Regions from separate parts of the Sus scrofa genome. Here region 1 is linked to region 2. Evidence: chromatin contacts called from public Hi-C data. All regions are on one chromosome and are shown on one strand. Each heading gives the region's core, a stretch centred on a gene start, on an enhancer-like site or on the middle of the called end of the contact. The rest is flanking DNA. Distances are from core to core; before and after follow the strand shown. Region 1 holds the start of CNNM3 (metal transporter CNNM3). Region 2 holds the start of TMEM131 (transmembrane protein 131).

Region 1 (3,816 bases), core at 171-2,670, 530 kb before region 2:
GTGTCAGTGAGGGACCTGAACATCCGGTGACAAGAGTCTCCATTGATGCTGTGACGATGGACCAAAGAATGGTGCAGAGCCAGGGAAGAAGGAAGCTGGTGAAGGTGTGTGCTGGGGCCTCTATTCACAGGAAATCTCTCCCTGAGCAGCTTGGCTTGCCCTCTACTGGATCCTTTGTCTTTGTGTCTCACAGTTTAAATCGCCCTTTGTGTTTTCCAAGTGTGATCCAAGTTTTCAAAAGTTTTCTTCTACCGAAAGGTCTTCTTCCCCCCAGAATAAGTTATAGGTTGTTTTCTAAGGGAGCCAGAGACTAAGGGAAAAGTTACTTGTCAAAGGTCAGAGCCCTGTCTAGATGCACTAGGCATTTTCCCCATCTTGCCTCTGGAAGTGTTCTTTGTGAGTTAACTTTTCAGGCACATGACTCACTTCAAGCCTGTCATCCATTCTCACTGTGTCAGCATTTTCTCTGGACTGGGGGACAGAAGTGTGAACCAAAGGGGTTGAGTTTATTTCCTTTTTCCAAAAGAAGTGTGCCAGTCCAGTGGAAAAGCTCAGTAGTATTATTGCTTCTTCTGGCGGCTTATTCTGAAAATTCTCACACAGTATTTCTGTTGGTTTACTCAATTTTGCATATTACCTTCCACACCAACGTTATTTTACTTAATTGCAGCCACAGTGCCTCACTTACTTATATTATTTTCAGAACATAGCAATGTGTTTCTATAGAATCCTCGTAAAGACTATTTAAAATGACATGTATATGGATGGTCTTATCACAGTCTACTGTGTTAGGAAATTTGATAATACAAATGTAAAGAAAATCTCTTAAAAAGCCCTTTTTTCTCCACACCTATAGAGAAGTCTTGTTAGCAGTCTGTATGTTTCCTTCCAACCAGGTCAAGATGACATTATAATGGGCTGAGGAACACTTGTTTGTCTTTAGGAATTATTTTCCCAAGAATGATCTGCTAGAAGTGGGACGACCAGGTACAGTAATTCCTGACAGAGCTGCCATCTCCTAAAGCGGCTAGGATGGTGAACAGGGTACTAGGCTGGTCGCATTGGAGCCCGATATCTGTGCCAAGTCGAGTCCTACTTTTCTCCCGTGCAATATATTAATAACACGAAGTAGCTGCAAGGATCCAAAGAGGTAGTGATTTCGTGTGTTTATCTATTTACTGTCGTTCTTCCTGGCAAGAATGCAAGTTCCTTTTAAAACAGGGGTTGTGTGTCACAACCCAGACCAATAGCAGAGTCGGGAGCAATCACACGTCTTCAATAAACCTTAGCTTCCGAAGCCTAGTCACCAGTTCTTTAAGCCCTCCTTGCCCTTTAGGTCTGTGGTTCACGGGGCGCTTTCTGAGAAAACTGCCCATCTCCCATTCGCTGAAGTCTCTGCCTGCAATTTCAGGAGCGCCACTCCGCTCTGAGGCCCGAATCCTGAGCCAGGCACTTCCCAGAGCCCGGACCGGCCTCCGGGTGCGCGGGGATGGCCGGGGGAAACCAGACGTCCGCTGATGGGGGCCAGCTCTCCGCTCCGCGTCCTCCCGGAGCCGGCCAGCCCCAGCCCAGGGAGCCGCGGTGTAGCCCCGCGGGGCCTAGAGCCCCACGCCCCCGGCCCGCCCCAGGATCGCGCCGCCGCTTGTTTACTCCCCGGCGCAGCCTAGTCCGACCCTGGGGCCCGCCCCCGCCTGCCGCCTATTGGTGGAGGAAGCGCCAGGGCCGGCGATAATTGGCCCGGGGGAGGCGGAGGGGTAGGCTGCGCGGGAGGCCGAGAGGGGGCAGCAGGCGATGGCGGCGGCAACGGCGGGTCGGCTAGGCTGGTTGCTCGCCGCGTTCTGCCTGGGCAACGCCGCCGCGGAGGCGGCTCCGGGTCCTCGAGTGCTGGGCGTCTGTCTGGAAGAGGACGGAGCGGCAGGCACGGGGTGGGCGCGAGGAGAGGAGGTGCGGACTGCTCCGGAGGCCACCTTCCGCTTGCGCCTCTTCGGGTCGGGCTTAGCCAACAGCTCCTGGTCCTGGGTGGCCCCCGAGGGGGCGGGCTGCCCAGAGGGCGGGCCGGTCGCAGCTCCAGACGAGGCAGCGGCCCCCACGGGCGAGTGGCGTGCGCTGCTGCGCCTGCGCGCGGAGGCCGCGCATCCGCACTCCGCGCGGCTGGCAGTGCGTGGGGAGCCGGGCGGCGCGGCGGCCCCCACGGGCGAGTGGCGTGCGCTGCTGCGTCTGCGCTCTGAGTCCGCGCACCCGCACTCGGCGCTGTTAGCCGTGCGTGTAGAGCCGGGCGGCGAGGCGGCCGAGGAGGCGGCCCCGCCCTGGGCAGTGGGTCTGGGGGCGGCGGGGTTGCTGGCGCTGGCGGCTCTGGCGCGGGGCCTGCAGCTGAGCGCCCTGGCGCTGGCGCCGGCCGAAGTGCAGGTGCTGCGCGAGAGCGGCTCGGAGGCGGAGCGTGCGGCGGCGCGGCGTCTGGAGCCCTCAAGACGCTGGGCCGGCTGCGCCCTCGGGGCGCTGCTGCTGCTGGCTAGCCTGGCTCAGGCTGCGCTGGCGGTGCTACTGTACCGCGCGGCTGGCCAGCGCGCCGTGCCCGCCGTGCTGGGCAGCGCGGGGCTCTTGTTCCTGGTGGGCGAGGTGGTGCCGGCTGCCGTGAGCGGGCGCTGGACGTTGGCGCTGGCGCCGCGCGCTCTTATCCTCAGCCGCTTGGCGGTGCTGCTCACTCTGCCCGTGGCGCTCCCGGTGGGCCAGCTGCTGGAACTAGCCGCGCGGCCTGGGCGGCTGCGGGAGCGCGTGCTGGAGCTGGCGCGCGGCGGTGGCGACCCCTACAGCGATCTCAGCAAGGGCGTGCTGCCCTGCCGGACCGTGGAGGACGTGCTCACGCCCCTCGAGGACTGCTTCATGCTGGACGCCAGCACCGTGCTGGACTTCGGCGTCCTGGCCAGCATCATGCAGAGCGGTCACACGCGCATCCCCGTGTATGAGGAGGAGCGCTCCAACATCGTGGACATGCTCTACCTCAAGGACTTGGCCTTCGTGGACCCCGAAGACTGCACGCCACTCAGCACCATCACTCGCTTCTACAATCACCCACTCCACTTCGTCTTCAACGACACCAAGCTGGACGCCGTCCTGGAGGAGTTCAAGCGAGGTAAAGGCCCCGGAATCGCGGAGGGGACTCGAATGTCAGCGCCTTCCCCTAGAAAAGAAGTAAGGGTTCAGGGAAGACTAGAGAAGGTTTCCACCCTTAGTAAGGCTTCTAAGGGTCCTTTTAATGAAGATGATGGCCTTGCAGCTCTGAATGACCCTTTGAAATACCATTTAAAGGCTATCGTTCTGCAACTGACTGTGCTATGAAGCACAACACCCCCCTTTTCCTGGCAGGCCCCCAGTTTGGGGAGGTATGTCCACTTGACTCTGATTCCTAATCTGTTCACCAAATCAAGTTTGTGGGCTTTGGCTTTTGTAGTAGGTCCAAACTCTTGGCTAGAAACATAGAAGAGTATAGTCTCTAGATACCTGGACCGTCTCAAGTCTACTCTTAACTCCAGAGTTCTACACTTTGCTTTTACTCTGGCTCACTCGAAGCTTGCACGTAAAAACTGAGACTCTTCTGGTGTGAAGAGTTGGATTCTTCTGCAGCCTGTACTCTCCATTGTCAGGCTTCGATGTCTTCACCAGAACTTGGCCACTAGCCAGGCCTCTCACACTTGAACTCCTGCAGGCTGGGCATGGGGACAACTCAGGACTCTGGATGAGCTTCACCCTAAAGACTGTATAATTGAGGCAGAGAAGTGAGCAAAGCCCTCTCATCTTCCTGGCAGCTGTGAAGTCCCT
Region 2 (4,376 bases), core at 167-2,666:
TTAAAATATGTAAAAAAGTATAGGCATAGCTTCAACAGCTTAATAGAGGGCTAAGAAGAAATATATCTGAGAAAGGGAGAATTCGCTAAACAATCAACACTGCAAAGCGATACTGGACGGGGAAGCTAAAGAACAGGATTCCTCCCCAAGAATTGTTTTAACAATTCCAAAGTAAAATTTGGTAAGCTGTTTTAAGTCTCTCCACTAGTCTCGCTATTTTTTACTGCATTTTAAAGTGAGCTCTCTTCCCACGCCGTTATTAAAGCTGCAACCAAAAAAAGAAAAGAAAAAAAAAGTCCTAAAATTCTCCTATTAACAGCAATCAAGTCTAAAAATACGCCCCTCCTACATAGTGGACCAAGAGGCAAGAATAACGAGAACCGGGGAAGTTTTGAAATGGCAGTGACAGGAGACCAAAGGAAAGACAAGGGGAAGGAATCACGGAGAATGAGAGCAACTCTGTGCGGCCAACGCCGCGAGTTGGCACCCGAACTCCAAGTTCCCGGCTCGGGACAGGACTCGACCGAGCAACTTCGCGCCGGACGCAGACCGGAGCCGCGGCCCTTCCTCCCCGGTCGCAGCCCGGCAGCGGCCTCCGCGAGGGCGCGGTGACAGCCGCGGGGCCGGGACTAGGAGATGCCGGCCGGCTGACACCCACCTTCCTTCTCGGCCCGCGCCGCGGCCACGACGAGAGTCATCACCAGGTGTAGTGCTCCCAGGAGGCCAGCGGCCGCACTCCGGGGGCCCCCGCCGCGGCCGGCCGCGGGCTCCAGACCAGCCCCGGCAGACGTGGAGACGGCGGCGGCTCCTGCTGCTCCTCCTCCCGCCCGCTTCCCCATCCCTGCCGGCCGGGGGCCGCCGCGCTCGAGGTGCGGCGCGGTCCTTCTCGGCGAGGCGGCGGCGCGGGAGCCGTGGTCCGGGTTCTGGCCGTGGAGCCGGGAGCGAGAGCAGTTCCGGGCCCAGGGCTCGGGCTCCGGGCGTGGGTCTGGTCCGTGCGTGCGTGCGAGCGAGAGTGTCAGTCACGGCCTCGGCCTCGGCATCGCCTACGAAGAGTCGAAGCGGAGAGGCCGCGGGTCAAGCGCGGCGGGCGGCCATACTGGAAACGGGCAAGGGCCGCGGGCTCTGGGCGCTGGCCTGCGAGGGGCGGGGCGCGGCCCCGGGCACCGCCCCCGCCGTGCCGTCACCTGGACAGCAAGCAGGTCTATCCGCTCGGGAGTCCGCGGGTCCGACCTCCCCTTCGCGCTCTTGGAGGCCCGCGGCTTCAGCGGCCAGACGGGACACTGGAAGCACAACCCCAACCCGTCACCGCTACCCCGCCGAGGAGGAGGAGAATGAGCGAGGCAGGCCAGGGCCCAGCCGCCAGGACTTGTGATGGCGGCTCATGCTTCGCAGTGCCAGTGACGAAGATCACGTGGGGACGGGGAGGCCTGGCCGCGCAGCCGCCCTGGCGCGGGGGCGGGGCTGCGGGGCGCTTGGGGAGGTTGGGCAGCTGCTCCGAGGTCGGAACAAACCCCTGCATCTCCGGTACTGCAGTGCGAGAGCCTTCCAGGGGAATGAGTGCGCATCCGGACCTCGTGGTCCAGCGCGGAAAATCCTATCCAGTGACTACTCCTGGCCGCACCTCCGCCTCCCAGTCGCTTCGAGAATACCCCAGGCCTGATTCAGTGCCTGATGGTGCTGTCTTGGGGACAGGGACCTGCTCTATTCGTCTTTGTTTCCTTATAGACACAGCACCGAGGAACGCTTAATGTAATCCTCCTTACCTTGGATTGTGCCAACTTTGATACGGGAAAAACTCTTTGCTTTGTGTGTGATGGGGGTGCAGCAGTGACCGTGGAAGGCAGATTGTACTTAAGAAATACGTCTAGTGGCTATGCTGGCTTTCTCCGGCTTGGAAGTATTCTTAAGACATTTTATTAACATAAAAAGCCCAACTCAAAGGCCACCTCTTTTAGTCTCCTTCAGGAAGTCACCTCATGCCTCCTAGATGCCCTTTCCATTTTAGGTCGAGGTTCTTGGTGGGCGTGGCTATTCTCTACGTGGTCCCTCTTTAATCAGTAACTTCCCCTAACTCCTAACTTAGTAACTATTTTAGTAACTTCCCCTAACTCCTGAGCCACCTCCTTAAACACTTCGCAGAATTTGTTGAGTGAATCGTTGTATTTTTAAGGCCAAGTCCACCCCTAATAAGTCTCGGACCAAGCTACGTGGGAAAATAAAATTTCAGGAAGACTTAAACCCAAAGTACTATCCTATGCAGTAGTCTTCTTTGTCAGGAGCACTTTATTTTACTTAATAAATTTGTATATTTTAATAGCCTTACCCTGATTTTGAAAAGCCATTATATTTTTCTGATGATTAGTGTCAAAATTGAATAATCAAATGCTGTTCTTGAGGTAATTAAATAGGGATAATTAATATATCTAAGTTCGGTTTTCCATGTTTGTAGGCCTAAGGCAAGAGATTTCTGGAAAGCTTTTTAACTCACTGAAGAAATCAAGCCCAAGAATAAGTCACTGAATGCCTTAGCTGGGTCCAAGCTTACCTCCAGTGTGCAGCACTGGGAGTCAGCAGTCCTTCCCCCATTGCCAGGTTCAGGGCAGACAAACCTCTCCAACCATGAAATGCTCAGGTTCTCTTACACAGGAATTAACCATGTCCTTTGATTAGCCTGAGGCTCTAGAGCCCCATGAGAACTGAGTTTATATCTATAATTGGAGCTTAGACATATACAGACATGTTTGATGGAAGGCAGATTTCCCATGAAGCTAATGAAGCTTACTTTAAGGCCCCTCTCTGGCACAAGTTTCTTCCAAGGCCTTGCATCTAATTGTGTATTTGTAAGCATTTGTATTCTTGTTCTTCAAGCCTCCCACCCCCAATAGCTGTGTCGTAATTAGAGCCCACCATACCTGAACCTCCCCTGAACCTCCATTGGGAGCAGGAGGGGTGATAATGGAAGTTTGTTCCCAGGAAAGGACAATGAAACTTCTGGGACAATAATAATAAAAGAAGAATTTACTGACCAGGTTGGTACAGCTGTGTTGGAGAGCAGCTGGAGTTGAACCCCCACCCCCACCCCGCCCCGATCCCCCTGCCACATCATCCTCTCTTCCCGACAGCCAAGTACCTTGGGATGGAGAGAACTAGGGGTTAAAACTGAAAGGACTATCACCAAGGACCCTCTGAAAGCTCTGATTAGCGATAGACCTCTCTAAACTCCTTTTAGGAATTAGAGAGCCCTGGGCATTTGGCAGGTGGAGGCAGGCTATTGAGCTGGCAGAATCAGGGAAAACCAGCTAAACCAGTGGTTCTCAAAGTATCATCCCCAGACCAGCAGCATCAGCATCACCTGGGAACGTGTCAGGCATGAGAATTGGCTGACTCTCACCCAGACAGGAGGAATCAGAAACTCTGGGTTGATGTCCTGCACTTTGTGTTTTAACAAACCACTGGGTGATTCTGCTCCACGCTCAAGTTTGAGACTGTTGCACTAAATTGATACGTGGGGGGAACTACAAATTATCAGGGCTCTTCCCTTCTACTCACTCTGTTCTCTACCCAGGTTAGTAAACTACTCTGGAAAGCAGAGTTAAAACGGACACAGATGAATTTGAACTTAAACCCCAGCCCTGCCCTTAATAGCTGTCTGATGCTAGGCAAATTATTCAACTAGGGAGTTCTCATTGTGGTGCAGTGAAAACGAATCTGACTAGTATCTATGAGGATGTGGGTTCAATCCCTGGCCTTACTCAGTGGGTTAAGGATCCGGCGTTGCCGTGAGCTGTGATGTAAGTTGCAGATGTGGCTCAGGTCTGGCATTGCTGTGGCTGTGGTGTAGGCCAGCAGCTGTAGCTCCAATTGGACCCCTAGCCAGGGAACCTCCATATACCTCGGGTGCAGCCCTAAAAAGACAAAAATAAACAAATAAATAAAACATAAGCCATCGATCGAATGGCCCTCCTACAAGGGCTCCCATCTCAGGGTAGAAGCCAAAGCTCTTTTTCTGGCCCACATGGCTCTATGCCACCTGGCTCCTCATGATCTTTGACTTCCATTTGGACTGTACTCCTCTGGGCTCAGTTTACTTCAGCTGAACTCGCTACATTTTGTTCCTCAGACCCACGTGGGATGCTTCTGCTCCAGGGCCTGTGCCTCAGTTCTTCCCTGTATCTTCCCTGTGCGATCTCTTCCCCCAGTTTCCTGCTTGGCTCACGTCTCACCATCTTCCAGTCTTGGCTCAGTTATCATGTTCTCCATGAAGCATACGCTGACCACCATTGTCCCAATCCTCCCACCCCCAAGTCCCAGTCCTGCTACCTTGTGCTCATTTTTCCCCCTTTATCCATAAAATGCATCATTTTTTATAATACTGT

Evidence for each region. A called contact is a pair of places that touch in the nucleus more often than the background predicts.
Region 1: a contact with region 2 is called in a Hi-C map of embryonic fibroblasts, with 1.7 times the contacts expected there. The contact joins the promoter of CNNM3 here to the promoter of TMEM131 in region 2. A contact is called at or near these places in 1 of 5 promoter capture datasets (liver), 1 of 47 Hi-C or Micro-C datasets (embryonic fibroblasts) and 1 of 2 datasets of contacts at active chromatin or transcription factors (alveolar macrophages).

The regions. Positions count from the first base shown.
Region 1 is chr3:56,809,720-56,813,535 of Sscrofa11.1, reverse strand. CNNM3 (metal transporter CNNM3) reads left to right here and starts at 1,420. Exons shown (of 7, transcript XM_021087264.1): 1 at 1,420-3,130. The coding sequence starts at 1,792.
Region 2 is chr3:56,274,170-56,278,545 of Sscrofa11.1, reverse strand. It overlaps TMEM131 (transmembrane protein 131), which reads right to left and starts at 1,416. Exons shown (of 41, transcript XM_021087250.1): 1 at 659-1,416. The coding sequence starts at 839.